4 separate regions of the Mus musculus genome follow, and all the other regions are linked to region 2. A link is a contact called in public promoter capture Hi-C data. All regions are on one chromosome and are shown on one strand. Each heading gives the region's core, a stretch centred on a gene start, on an enhancer-like site or on the middle of the called end of the contact. The rest is flanking DNA. Distances are from core to core; before and after follow the strand shown.

Region 1 (3,157 bases), core at 513-3,012, 2.6 Mb after region 2:
AAAGACAGCTTCAGCAAACCCAACCTCTACTCCAAAAGCTACCTGTTTAGTGCCTGCTACACTCTGGAAAGAAAAAGGAGGCTTTGCTCCTTTTGCCTGGTAGGTCCTACTTCCTCTGCAAGGTCCCACTCACAGTCTGTCTCATGCAGGGCTTCTCCTTACATTAATAAGCTCTAGCTAGCAAAGACCGCTCTGAATCAAGAGTGTATTCCATTGTTTAGCTTCTCATGAGCTCCACTGGCTCCAGAGTGATGACCTATCCTCCTAACCTATCGTGAGCATGGCCCAAACGACTTATGGTAAATACGTCGGACGGAATAAGCAGACCTCTCACAACAGCTAAGGGTTACTTTGAGGACCTATCTTCTGACACCAGGGTCTTCAAGACACCTGTGAGAAACTATCACCAGTCAGGGAGAAACTCATACTGCCTTCAGCAACTAAGCCCTCCTGAGTTAAATCCCTGGGGTAAGTGGTACTTTAGAAGAAGGGTGATACGTGTAGGAGGATGTCCTACTGACCAATACTTTTTGTTGTTGTTGTTTTGTTTTGTTTTGTTTTTTTGTTTTTCAAGACAGGGTTTTTCTGTGTAGCCCTGGCTGTCCTGGAACTCACTGTGTAGACCAGGCTGTCCTCGAACTCAGAAATCTGCCTGCCTCTGCCTCCCAAGTGCTGGGATTAAAGGCGTGCGCCACCACCGCCCGGCTCTGACCAATACTTCTTGTAATAGACAATAAAGACTCGATCCAACTCAAAGAGTAGTACATCAAGAGTACATCCGAAGGGATATTAATGCATGAGACAGTAGATTAAAAATCCAAATTAATTTCTTGACAAACTGGGAAAAATAAGTTCTACCTTCCATATGAATATAACAAGGCTAAGTGCAAACTCCTACGCTGTGCTGAGGGTTTTTCCTTGTAAGGTATCATAAATAAAGCCAGGGGTCATCCGCTTTCGCAATTCACGGGAAGAGACTTCCGGGTAAATCAGCAGCAAGCAGCTAGGATACCAAATCTTCCTATCAGGTCCTGATTTGACACACCCAGTTCCACAAAATGCTTGTCACGCGCAGGGGACCGGATAAACCACCATCTTGCTCACTCTTGTCCTTGCCTTACGTCTCACCCAAAGCCATGCTTAGTAGAGCTACTTCCCAAAGTCAAGCAGACCAGCTTCTAAGCAGGAGAATATAGGAACCAAGGGCGTTCGGGGCCGACAGCAGTGGAGGGTCCGGAGCACCAAGATAAGACAGTGCTCTGGTGACAGCTGCTTAACTCCCGGGTTCCCTTGTGCATGAATCTCAGTCTCAGCTTCTGCCTCTTTCCCACGTCCACCCGCGACCGGCAACTTCCCACCTGACCCCCCAGCTCTGCACAACTCTCCAGGTTGACACAAGAGCCCTGTGGCAGAAAGGTGATGGCCGGGAGGGGCGTGGTCGCACCGTGGAGCACAAAGGCACCGGGCATGGTGTGGGCCGCCGCCCCCTGACCCGCCGCTCCCGGACGGACAGCCTTCGGCCGATCCAGCGCTCACCCTTCCACGCCACCATAAAGCGCGGCCATACTACCGTTGCCACCGCTGGTCCGCCGTAGCAACCTCGACCCTAGCCGTGACTTCGCTCCCGCCCACACGGGCACCGCCCCTTGTCATGTGACTACGACGCGCTTGCGTAGGGTGTGGATGCTACGTCCTCTCTCGCCCCTGCTGTCGCCTCCCGCAGCTTTCCCCTCCGGTTTTTTCTAGCCCGCCGTTCAAGTGACTGCTTCGCGAGGAGGCGGCACCCCAGCTGAGGCTCCTGGGAGGGTGTGTGAGGGCTGCCAAGGGCCAGCCGGAAGTAGCTGGCAGACGCGCGCTAACTGTGGGGTGCGCACGCGCAGACGCTTTTGGAGGCAAGCTCAGAGTCTGGCGGATGTGTCTGAGGACCAGGGCGGGAGCCAACGTCCAGACCACCCCACCCTGGCTCATGAGCGCACACTCTACCTTGTGCTGAGTACGCTGAGCAGGTCTCAGTGAGGCCCCAGGCTGCTGTCAGCTGAGGTTTGTGCGGCGGTGAGGATAGAGCCCAGGGTTTCATGTGTGTCAGGCTAGCGCTCTACAAGTGATCTGAGTCCAACTCTGTTCTTTCTGGACTGTATCTCGTCTGTATAACCCAGACTGGCATGGAATGCAATGCTGGCTCAGCATGCTAAAAACTGGCACTCACAGACCATATTTCACCTTCTGGCCACCACCTGCTCAACTCTAAACTGTGCAGTGGAACTGGAGGAAGAGAGGAAGATACCGTTAGGTCCTGTAGAAGAGTGACTCCTGCGTGTTTCCTCAGGCTCCAGGTTGTTCCAGCCCTACTTAAGAGGCAGCTTCAATAGCCAGGAGGACTGTCTGCTGCTCTTGACATTTCTTTGAGACTTCAGATGGAGTCTCCTTGGGGCTAGCATGTCTCTGTCCAACCTCGGACCTCTGAGCCTGCCTCCTGTGGAGAAATCTTGAACTGGGATCCTCTTTCCCTGTCAGATAATTGGGTCCGGTTGTGTTTTGATGTAAACAGTTGGGAAGGTGGGCACACAGAGCCTCATATATCCCAAACTCACCTCAGACTCTGGCTGAGGATGACCTTAAACTCCTGATTCTCCTGCCCCACCTCCCAAGTGCTAGGATGTTTTGGTGTAGGCTTGCTTTCTAAGGTTCCAGAGTGAATGAATTCTTTACCTCCTTTCTTACCTATGTGACTCAGTAAAGCACCAAATAATTCAAGAATAGAAATAACATTATTGCCTGATAGAGAAACTAGAGGGAAGTGAGACATTACCATTCACAGTACTTCAGAGCTGGAAAATGCTTCCTCCAACAACATCTTTAGAATCAAAGATAATTCCATAGGATTCTGATTGAATGGAAGTTTTGGCAAGAGTGTGATGTTGTGGGTGAATTCTGATGGAAAAGTTCCCTTTAGCACTGGTGTAATGAGTCTTGGGATCCATTTGTGACAGCGCTGATGTGCTTTTGTTCTGTTGTTTGAATCTTTTTGTAATGAGATTGCAAGTCACCAGGACTGGCCCTACACTCCTGAGGTGTCTGAGGCTGTCCTTGAATCCCAGTCTTTCTGTCTCCACCCCCTAAATGCTCGGATGAAAGGACCACACTGCCCTCCTGGCTT
Region 2 (3,323 bases), core at 758-3,257:
TATACAGCAAGAGGTCAGTAACTGAGACACTAATGTGCAGAAAATTGTTTTTAGTCATATACCATGCAAAATATGGCTGCTGGACTGCAGATGGGGTGGGGCTTCAAAGCTGGGTTAGGAAGTCTGGACTTGACTTTGTGGTGATATAAACTAGTATAGCAGAATTCATCAGTGGTTAAGACTTTCTGTGGCAACACATTTTAGGAGTTGGGAGGAGCTCAACTTTGAAACTACTGAGACACGGGACCAGAAATGATTAAGAACTATGGAGTTATGCTAAACTAGGAGTGAATAGCTGTAAAAGGAGGTGTTTATGAGAAAATAAGGAGGCGGATCTAAAAGTATTTCAAATTTGATAAAATGTAGGGATGAGAAAAAGGCATCAACTCAGAGAAGAGAAGTTCAGTGACAAAGTAGCTCACACAGGCTCTGCTCCAAACACGCCAATAAAAATATGGACACAATCACTAGTTCCAGTCTCTGAAAGGCCCAAGTATATCTGTTAAGAATCAGAGGACACTGAAGATTACAGGTAGGGAACAGTGCTTTTGTTCAAAACCAATGCCATTTTGCCAATTCCTGCTAAATCCAGACCTCATTTATTAGCTCATCATCAAAACAAACAGTGCAGAATAACTTCTTTTTAAAATGTCAGACTTATGGCTTAATACATCTTTATTATGTTGTGTTCTGCCTATAGGCCTGCAAGCCAGAATAGGGTACCAGATCCTATTACAGATGGTTGTGAGTCACCATGTGGTTGCTGGGAATTGAACTCAGGACCTCTAGGAAGAGAAGTCAGTGCTCTCAACCTCTGAGCCAACTCTCTAGGCCCGGTTTAACAGATTCAGATTCAAACAAAACTGCAGGGGTTTCACACAGAGGGCTTTGATTAAAATGTGCACTCAAATACAAAAATCAGCAAATGTTGTTATCTTTCCCCTGCATTGGGGTCTTGACAGAACTTTACAGTAGCAAACAGGCTATACACAAGACAGATTATTTTCTGGCTACACCAGAAAAGACCCAGTATTAATCTTGTATTGAGCAACCCAATGACTATGTGCATATGCGACAGGTTCAGGCCAGTCAGAAGTGTCTGAGACCAAAGGGTCTGTCTGATTTTACTGGGTACAGAATAAAATTCTTCAGAAATTAGCTCTTTACAAGTAGAAAATGGATGTCCTTCCATGGATTTATTGCCAGAGCAAGATATTACACAACGTTTAAATGTAACTTGAATACAAGGACAGTGTATCAGAAACCTAGTTCTTGGGGCTGCAGATGGCCCAGCGCTTATTGCTTGTCCAGAGGACACGAGTCCAGCTATTATTAACCACGCCAGAGGGCTCACAACCTCCTACAAGTTCTGTTTCTGCAGATCCAATGCCCGCTTTGGCCTCCGCAGGAGCTGCACCCACGTGCACAAACATATAACTAAACATGTCTCTGAGCACCAAAAAGGGGAAAAAAAAACCCCAAAACTAAACCTAGCTCTCTTGATGAACGCAAATGAACGCGCACATTTATTGAAACACAAAACGCTACCTCACCTTAAACTTTTTGAGACACAGTGTCTTTTTTTTTTTTAAGCCTAGGCTGGTCTGGAACTCGCGGTAATTCTCCTGCCTAAGCTTCCTGAATATTGGCCCCATAGATCACAGCCAATCACGTCCGACTCCAATCGATCATTTTAAGCCCACGAGTCTCCGGTTCCTCACAACCATGCACCTCGACCGCTGCCCTGGTCCCCAACCAGGTTGCCTTTGGCTGCCCGCCTAGGAGAGCCCCAGCTTTGGGAAGACAGAGGCACCGGCACTGCAGTAACCATGCCGACCGGACCTTAGCGCCACTTCCGGCTCCCGCGACCGTCGGGACCAGCGGCGGCAGCCCGAGCGAGACAGAAGTCTCGATAGGGCCGACTCTACTCACTTCTTCAGCTCGGGAGGGTGGGCTTTGCTCATGGCGACTCCTCTGCGGGCTCGGCACAACGGCGAAGGAGTGAGCAGGCTCAGAAACGCGCGCAAGGCAGGCTTGGCGCTGGTGTCTGACGTCACCGCCGCGCGAGCCAATCGCCTTCGGAGAACATTACCTTTCATCTCGCGATATTGATGGGGATGTCTGAACCTGCGGACCAGAGCCACGCTTCCGGTTGCGTCGCCAGTGACAGGCCACGACGGAGAGGCTGTGTTCGGCTAAGCTTCCTTTGTGTAAAATTGAAGTGGCAGGTCACTTTAAAAACAGACCCCTTCATTTATATTTTATGTATGAGTGCTCTACATGTACACCTGCGCGCCAGGGGAGGACCTCAGATCCTACTATAGATGCTTGTGAGCCACCATGTGGGTGCTGGAATTGAACTCCAGAGCTCTGGGAGAACAGCCAGTGGTTTTAACTGCTGAAGCGTCTCTCCAGCCTGTGTGTCACTTCTTTTCTTTCCTTTTCCCACTTACTACACTTTTTTTCTCTTTACATTTTTGTCATTTCCCCTGCCCCTTCCTCATTGTTTTTGACGTAATTCATGCTGGCTTCGAGTTCACTGTGTAGTCAACGCTGGCTTTGAACTGTTGCTTCCCGTGCTAGAATCAACGGCATCTGCACCACGCTGCCCTTAATTTCCTAAGCACATCCAGGCGAAGCCGAGGGCTCCTGAAGCACAGAATAGCTTGTCCGCATCAGTAGCAGGAAGGTGGCTAGGCGGATTCTCTTGAGGACGTGAATCCAGTGTCTGGGGTATTTCTGATTCATCAATTCTGCAATTCTAACGCTGCCTTCAGAACCCACTTAGCACACTACAGTCCATACATAAAAGCTGAGGAGTACCACACAAGTCCTGAGGTATTGAGCTTGCCCCTGCCTCCTGAGGGCTGGGAATAAAGGTGTGCACTCTCCCAGGGTGGTGGCACTGCCCTCAGTGCACTGGGCTCTCTCATGGTAGTCATTAATGACCCACAGACATGTCCAGAGACCTGTTAGATGGAAGCAGCTCTTCAATTGAGGTTCTCCTCATGATTAGTTTGTCATCAACAAAAAAATAGCACAAGAATGCTTAGCTATACACTCTCCCCACCACTTGCTGTGCTAGTTGAAACTAGAAAACGAACATGAATAATGATAGTCTTTAGCAAAGACTGACCTCAAAGCAGGAGGGAAATCCTCAGCTTGCCTTACAGTACTGAAATTACAGTATGCACCTTTTACAATTTAGTTATAATATGTAAGTACACTGTAGCTGTCTTCAGACACTCCAGAAGAGGGCGCCAGATCTCATTAGGATGGTTGTGAGCCACCATGTGGTTGCTGGGATTTGAACTCAGGACCTT
Region 3 (3,377 bases), core at 725-3,224, 2.9 Mb after region 2:
AATAAGTATAAAAAGGATAAAAAGATCATTATCAATAGTGGCATCAGAGTAACTGGCAGGTAACTAGATAAAGATGGTTTGGTTCATTAATTCACTCTATAAATCCAAAATAAAAAAGAAATAGATAGGCATGATGACCTGCCTTTACTGAGAAGGCTGAGGCAGAAGGACAGCCGGCTAAGCCATCTCTCTAGTCCCATGCTGAGTCATGTGTGTGTGTGTGTGTGTGTGTGTGTGTGTATACACACACACACACACACACACACACACACACACACACACACACACAATAGCTTTCTTCAGACACACTAGAAAAGGGCATCAGATCCCATTACAGATGGTTGTAAGCCAACATATGGTTGCTGACAATTGAACTCCGGCCCTATGGGAGAGCGAGCAGTCGTGCTGTTAACCGCTGAGCAGTCTCTCCAGCTTAATTCATCTCAATAACCATAAACTTCTTTAAGGCAAGGCTTCACACTGTGTCCCAGGCTGACCTGCAGGGCTTGAATTGGCAACACTACTCCTGACTCAGCCTCTCAATTACAATGACCCCGAGGACAGAGAGACTCTCATTCTTTGGGGGACAGGGGCAGTTAAGTATTTCCCAGCTCTGATTTTATACAAGCAAAGAAATGTAATCGGTATTTCTGCACAGTGATGGTTACTGGTGTGTGGCAGTGGCAATGGATAGAATTTAGCGGCTCCGATCTCCACGAGAATCCTACCTAGATTATAGTTGTTGTAGCCAAGGCTAAGTGCAGTGGTCAGAGGACACCTTTCAGGTGGTGGTTCTCTCATTTCACCACGTGGGACCTGAGGATTGTGACCCTGTGGTGAACAGGCTTAGCAGCAAGTGCCTTTAGTCAACTTGCAAGCCCCCTCCTCCTTTTTGAGCTAGTCTCGTACATCCCAAGATGGCCTCCAATGCACTGTGTAGCCAAGGATGACTGAACTTCTGAGCCTCCTACCTCCACCTCTCAAGTTCTAGGATTACAGGCGTGTGCCACCATACTGGAGTTCTCTGCTCCAGATCCAGCCCACAGCTTTGTGTGTGCTAGGCTCCACAGGTCACATCTTTCCAACAACTGCAGGACTGTAGATTTTATGTTTCAGAAAGTCTCTTCCATGCCTCCTCTCCCCTCACTCACTGCATATAGTCCTGTACATGTCTCCTCTCCAGGATTCATTCTTACAGAGCCAATACCATGCTTAATCCAACTCGTTATCCTGATGAGATTCCTCCAAGTGAACATTTACCTATTTAAAGGTCAAAATAAAATGGGGTGTGATAAAATAAATGGTCCAACATTGTGCTGACAGTTACACAGGATGCGAAACATTACTTGTGTAAGTTATTGGATTGTTCCCTTCCTGCTTAAAACAGTCCAGTCTCTTCCTGTAGGCAATAAAGTCCCAAAGTATGGAGGAAGAAGGCATTTATCTTAGGGCCAGTGAGACGGCTCAGCAGGTAAAAACACTAGCTGCCAAGACTGATAGCCTGAGTTTGAGCAGACTCTTATAAGTCGTCCTGACCTCTACAAGTGCGCCATTAATGAGTAAGTAAAATGATACGTAATGAGCATGCTGGAACACACATTGTAGGCTCACCACTTGGGACGGGGAGGCAGGAGGACCAACTGCACTACATGAGACCTTGTCTCAAAATATCAAAATAAATAAGTATAACAAGATTTTTGTTGTTCTGTTTTTCAAGACAGGGTTTCTTTGTGTAGCCCTGACTGTCCTGCGACTCACCCTGTACACCATACTAATATGCAATATACACATATTAATTAAAACGATGAGAGGGCTACGGACGCCTGAACTCTACTTCAGCACACCCTCCTACACCACAACACCGAGACACTCCCACATCGTCCCTGCAAATGTCGCGAGAACAGAGCAGCTCCTGCGGCCTCACCCGCCTAGAGAGCTAAAACCAGCCACTTCCTGCCTGACGGCCCTCTGACGTCAAAGGTGCGCTGGCGTCGCTTGATCGCAGGCGGAAGTGCTCTCGGCGGAAGTGCCCGCCTTGCTCGGCTTGGGTAGGATGGCTGCAGGTCGGTTCCTTCTGCGTCGTCTCCGAGCGTCTTTCCGTTCCCCGCTGCGGAACGCGCTCGTGGACGCGCCACACGCCAGGGCCATGCACGACGGGGGCGGCCCCCGAAGGCTCTGCATTGAAGGCAACATCGGTAAGGGCCAGAAAGTGGCTGTCGAGCCTTGGCCTCCGCCGAGTAGGTGGCTGAGAGGCTGGGAAAAGAAGTTGGCCTCAGATCTGTCCCACCCTGCCCACCTGACCCCTTCTGCTGCCACCGCCCAACCTGCCGGCCGGTTCTGCATGTCAGGCCTTTCTCCCACAGTGCACCGCGGGTTTTGATTTTGGGAGACATTGGGCCCCAGTACCCGCCCACCTACTCACCCACGGGGACGTAATAGCCTGACGCAGGCTTTAGATAGCCCCAGAATTATACTGGTTTACTGGCATGTTTCATTCGCTAGAAATAGATGCGACAGTGTGCCGGTTCTTTTCCTAAAATAGCATCACCAGATTTAGCAAAAATAAAAATAAATGTCCAGTTTACATAGTTTAAGATAATTTTGGTGTGTCACATGCAGTATTTGGGGCATACACTTAAAAAATGAGCCATTGTTTATTTAGACTTTTTTTTTTTTTTTTTTTCCCCTGAGACAAGGTTTCTCTGTGTAGCGTTGACTGTCCTGGAACCCGCTCTGTAGACCAGGCTGGCCTAGAACTCAGAAGAGATCCGCCTGCCCCTTGCCTCCCTTGTGCTGGGATTAAGGGGATGTGGCACCACCGCCTGGCTTAGATCAATTCTTAACAGATTCCATTTTCACTATTTTGCTGTACCCCCATGTTAATTGCACTACAAATTATTATGACAGTGTTCTATTGTTTTGAAACAGTCACTGTGTAGCCCTAGCTGGCTTGGATCTTGCTATTTAGACCAAGCTGGGCTCAAACTCACAGAAAGTTGCCTGCCTGGTTAGGAAGGATCATGCTTCTTAAATTTAGAAATAGATACTTATTATATATTTTGTTATAAGTAACCCAGTATCTTAAAAAACAAAAAAGCAACATGGAAGGAAAATGGCTCAACTCACTGTTGCTGAATTCTGAGGGTACTTAGCTCTGCACAGATGCTGATAATGCTATCAGGTGTGGGCTGCTCAAGACATTCTAGCAGCAAATAGTTTCTCGTTTTATTCATTCAGCAAATCGCCCTTTGAGTGTCTTCTCTGTGCTGGCACTGTTCCTTGACCCTACGGATACAGCCATGACCAGATCAAATAAAAATTCTGCACTTTAATAGGAAGTGATACATAATAAAGCTACAGAAATTAATTAAGCGGGG
Region 4 (3,374 bases), core at 637-3,136, 2.1 Mb before region 2:
CATGGTCAGGCCTGTGGACCGATGACATTCCCTCCTAGGAGGAAGACCTCAGCTGGGTCACTGGATCCTCACCTGAGTGTCTGGCCCCTCCTCCTAGCCATGGTATTCAATCCAGCCCTAATTGTACGTTGGCCTCAGGACGTCAGGGAGGAGGTAGAGTATATAGGTTAGTGTAGATTAGGAGGAAGAAAGAGGGGAAGCCATAGTTTATGCTATGAGAAAACTTTCCAGTGCAGCTGCTCTGTGGTCGTCAACACTCCTTACCTCTCACCCATGTTTATAAGTAAGCCGGATAAACTCAATCCTAAGAAGAATTGTTGTCGTACTGCCTTTTTGGTTTGTCCTTGGAACCTTAGGAAGAGTGGGTAGATGTCATTTGCTACTCCCCTCAGGAGGGAATTTTTTATCAACAAAGGCTAAAATATTTGTCAGCACTCTGAAGTCAGGCTTTATGTTAGGCTGCATCATTGTGATGAAACAGCTACACAGACAAAGAGAGAAAGAGACTTTAGTTTGACTTCATGGTTTTAGAGATTTCAGTGCATGGTCTCTTGGGCTTGATCCCCCTAGCCTGTGGCAGCACAGCAGTATATTGTCCTGGTGACAGCAGAACGGAGCAGCCTGACTGAACTACTCATTTCATGGTGGACAGGAAGCGACTACTGCCTTCTGCTAAGCTTCATCTCATAAGACAGACCACCAGCTGGGGCCCAAGCATTTAGCACACAAGCCCGTGTAAACCAATTCACTTGCAAACCGCAACCCCTCCTGCCCTAGAAAAAGGAAGGCTGGGAATGTTGGGCCAGCAAGCCCCACCCCCTTTACATGAGAGCAGTGCCATTCAGCTCTCCAGTGCCATTCCTCCCCTGTGAGGCCCCAAGTCCCTTCTTTTCCTAGGCTTTTATCCTTTGCCAGAGCAACCACTTAGGCTTGTGACCTCTTTCATGGTTCTAGGCACCTTTCAATGCCTGAAGGGGGTTACAGAGGCTGGTTGGTATAGCACTCACGACACATTCAAGTTCATACACAACAGTTAAGTTGCAGCTCCTCATGGCAGCCTAGACTTCAAAGTGAGGTTTTTGTCCCGTCCCCACCCCCACCTCCCCTCCCCTGAATCAACGAGGACCTCTTCCTCTTTTCACAGTGCTTCCAGGTTTCTGATGGTCAATTCTCAGTCTGCACTGGACGTCTAGTGACAGTCCTTGAGGGTATCTTCCTCACTAGGCTCCCCGCCTTCCCATCTCTGTCCTTTCCAGATAGTCTGGCTTGGCAACTGGTCTTGGGTTTTACTTACTCCTGTTTTCACAGCAAATAATGTCGATCACCACATCCCAGTAAAGTGTATACAGTCTGCACTTAATAAAGGCTGACAGCCGGGCGGTGGTGGCGCACTTGGGAGGCAGAGACAGGCGGATTTCTGAGTTCAAGGCCAGCCTGGTCTACAAAGTGAGTTCCAGGACAGCCAAGACTATACAGAGAAACCCTGTCTTGAAAAAAACAAAAAACAAACAAACAAACAAACAAAAAAATAAAGGCTGACAGAAATGAATGGACGGATGGATGAGTGTGTATGGAGGGATAGAGGAAGGGATGTGTGGATGGACTGGGTGAGTGGAATGATGAAAGGAGGGAGGGAAGGAAGAATGGATGGATAGATGGTGAGATGGATGGATGGATGCATGGATGGATGAATGGATGGAAGGAGGAATCCCTAATCTCAGACTGGCGAGACTTTGTGGCGTGGGGAGCCGGATGACAGCAAACCCAGGTAGCAGGCCGGCTCTTGTCCCGCCCTGTGTGCGCTCTGCCATAGGGCTGTGGGCGCCCGAGGGCGGAAGCTTCCGTGCCGGAACCGGTGCGCTCAGCGCGGGTTGCGGGGGGGTGCGGCTTAGCAGGCGGACCGCGGGGCTGGCGCTCAGGCGACGGCGTGAGAGGCAGCGGCGGGATGGCCGGCCGGCGGGTAAATGTGAATGTGGGCGTGCTGGGTCACATCGACAGTGGCAAAACAGCGCTGGCGCGCGCGCTGAGCACCACGGCCTCCACTGCTGCCTTCGACAAGCAGCCGCAGAGCCGCGAGCGCGGCATAACGCTCGACCTGGGCTTCTCCTGTTTTGTCGTGCCGCTGCCGGGGGCAGAACCCGGTTCTAGCGACACGCTGCTGCAGGTCACACTGGTCGACTGCCCCGGGCACGCCTCCCTCATCCGGACCATCATTGGCGGTGAGCGCGGGCCGGGGCGGGAGCCGGGCTCGGGGTCCGAGCTCGCGGGATGGATGGCGGCCTGACAGCCTAGGCCTGGCCACCAGCCCGGAAGGCTTGTGGTCTCGAACTCACAGCCCGCAGACGCGGACACAGTTCTCACCTTCACTGCCGTGCACCGAGATGCTTTCCTAGAAAAATGATCCAAAGAAACAAACCCTGCAAAAAGGGTGTATACAAGTTTCAAAAAAAAAAAAAAAAAAAGTCACCACGTACCTGTCCTTTGGTCTCCTGGTTCTCTGTCCCAAACACTGCTCTCAGTTTCCTGTGTGTATGGATGGTTTCAGGAAACATACACAGAAACGCAGACAAGGTGCAGAAATGAAAGATCCTGTTTTTTTCCTTCTGTTGTACTACTTGTGGTCGGTTGGGGTAGTGGGTAGAGCCTAGTGCCTTGATAAGAGGCAAGTGCTCTAGGCTCTCTCAGGATCTCATCCCCCAGTCCCCTTTATACACAAACCATCACTGTCTGGAGACTATATCTACACATAAAGTTCCTTTGTACTTTTATACCAACATTTTCTTGACTGACCCTCGTGACTTTCCCAGAGTTGGCTGCTATTCATAATGCAGTGAATAACTCTAGCCCAGAAGGTTTTGGGATGTGCACTAGTGTAACAGGATAAGTTATGTGTGAACTAGCTAAGGCAAAGGGCCTGCGTGTTTTCAGTCATGATGGGCACTGCTAAAATCTGCTTCTAGGATCTGTACCACTTAATTAGTCTTTAATTACAGGCCACTTAGGAATAGGCCATTATAAATAAAAGGTCTTGTAACCTCCCTTCCTTGCTCAGCGTGACCCCTCCCATTCGTCTACAGGAAACTGTTGCTATGTCTTTTTAAATTCCTTTTGCAAACCCATTTAACTACACTTAAATCTAAGAACAGAACCCCATAACCTGTTTGTAAGCACCCAGCACAAAAGGAGGTGTGGCTGAGTCTACCTGCTGTAGCTCCAGTGACCCATTTCCTGCTTCTCCGCTTGCCCTGGGTTTCTTTCCAGCAGTGTGCTGTAAGCCTGGAAGCATGTATATGGGGCAGGTGGGTCATTCCAGCTGTGTGGCCTCCCTTTCTCTGTGCTGCAGGCAGCCTAAGACTGTTTCCTTGTTTCACTGA

What was found. Promoter capture Hi-C pulls out the DNA fragments that hold promoters and counts their contacts. Capture Hi-C pulls out chosen DNA fragments and counts their contacts.
Region 1: a contact with region 2 is called in a promoter capture Hi-C map of adipose tissue, with 4 times the contacts expected there. The contact joins the promoter of Nagk here to the promoter of Snrpg in region 2. A contact is called at or near these places in 1 of 115 datasets of contacts at active chromatin or transcription factors (astrocytes) and 2 of 9 other capture datasets (adipose tissue and liver).
Region 3: a promoter capture Hi-C map of liver shows a contact between it and region 2, with 5 times the contacts expected there. The contact joins the promoter of Dguok here to the promoter of Snrpg in region 2. A contact is called at or near these places in 1 of 115 datasets of contacts at active chromatin or transcription factors (astrocytes) and 1 of 9 other capture datasets (liver).
Region 4: a promoter capture Hi-C map of pre-B cells shows a contact between it and region 2, with 4 times the contacts expected there. The contact joins the promoter of Eefsec here to the promoter of Snrpg in region 2. A contact is called at or near these places in 1 of 39 promoter capture datasets (pre-B cells) and 1 of 484 Hi-C or Micro-C datasets (CD4 T cells).

Annotation. Positions count from the first base shown.
Region 1 is chr6:83,793,662-83,796,818 of GRCm38.p6, reverse strand. Nagk (N-acetylglucosamine kinase) reads right to left here and starts at 1,762. Exons shown (of 10, transcript NM_019542.2): 1 at 1,537-1,762. The coding sequence starts at 1,565. It also overlaps the pseudogene LOC665004.
Region 2 is chr6:86,370,224-86,373,546 of GRCm38.p6, reverse strand. It overlaps Snrpg (small nuclear ribonucleoprotein polypeptide G), which reads right to left and starts at 2,007. Exons shown (of 4, transcript NM_026506.2): 1 at 1,933-2,007. The coding sequence starts at 1,964.
Region 3 is chr6:83,505,566-83,508,942 of GRCm38.p6, reverse strand. Dguok (deoxyguanosine kinase) reads left to right here and starts at 1,974. Exons shown (of 7, transcript NM_013764.2): 1 at 1,974-2,195. The coding sequence starts at 2,054.
Region 4 is chr6:88,445,051-88,448,424 of GRCm38.p6, reverse strand. It overlaps Eefsec (eukaryotic elongation factor, selenocysteine-tRNA-specific), which reads left to right and starts at 1,886. Exons shown (of 7, transcript NM_023060.3): 1 at 1,886-2,219. The coding sequence starts at 1,946.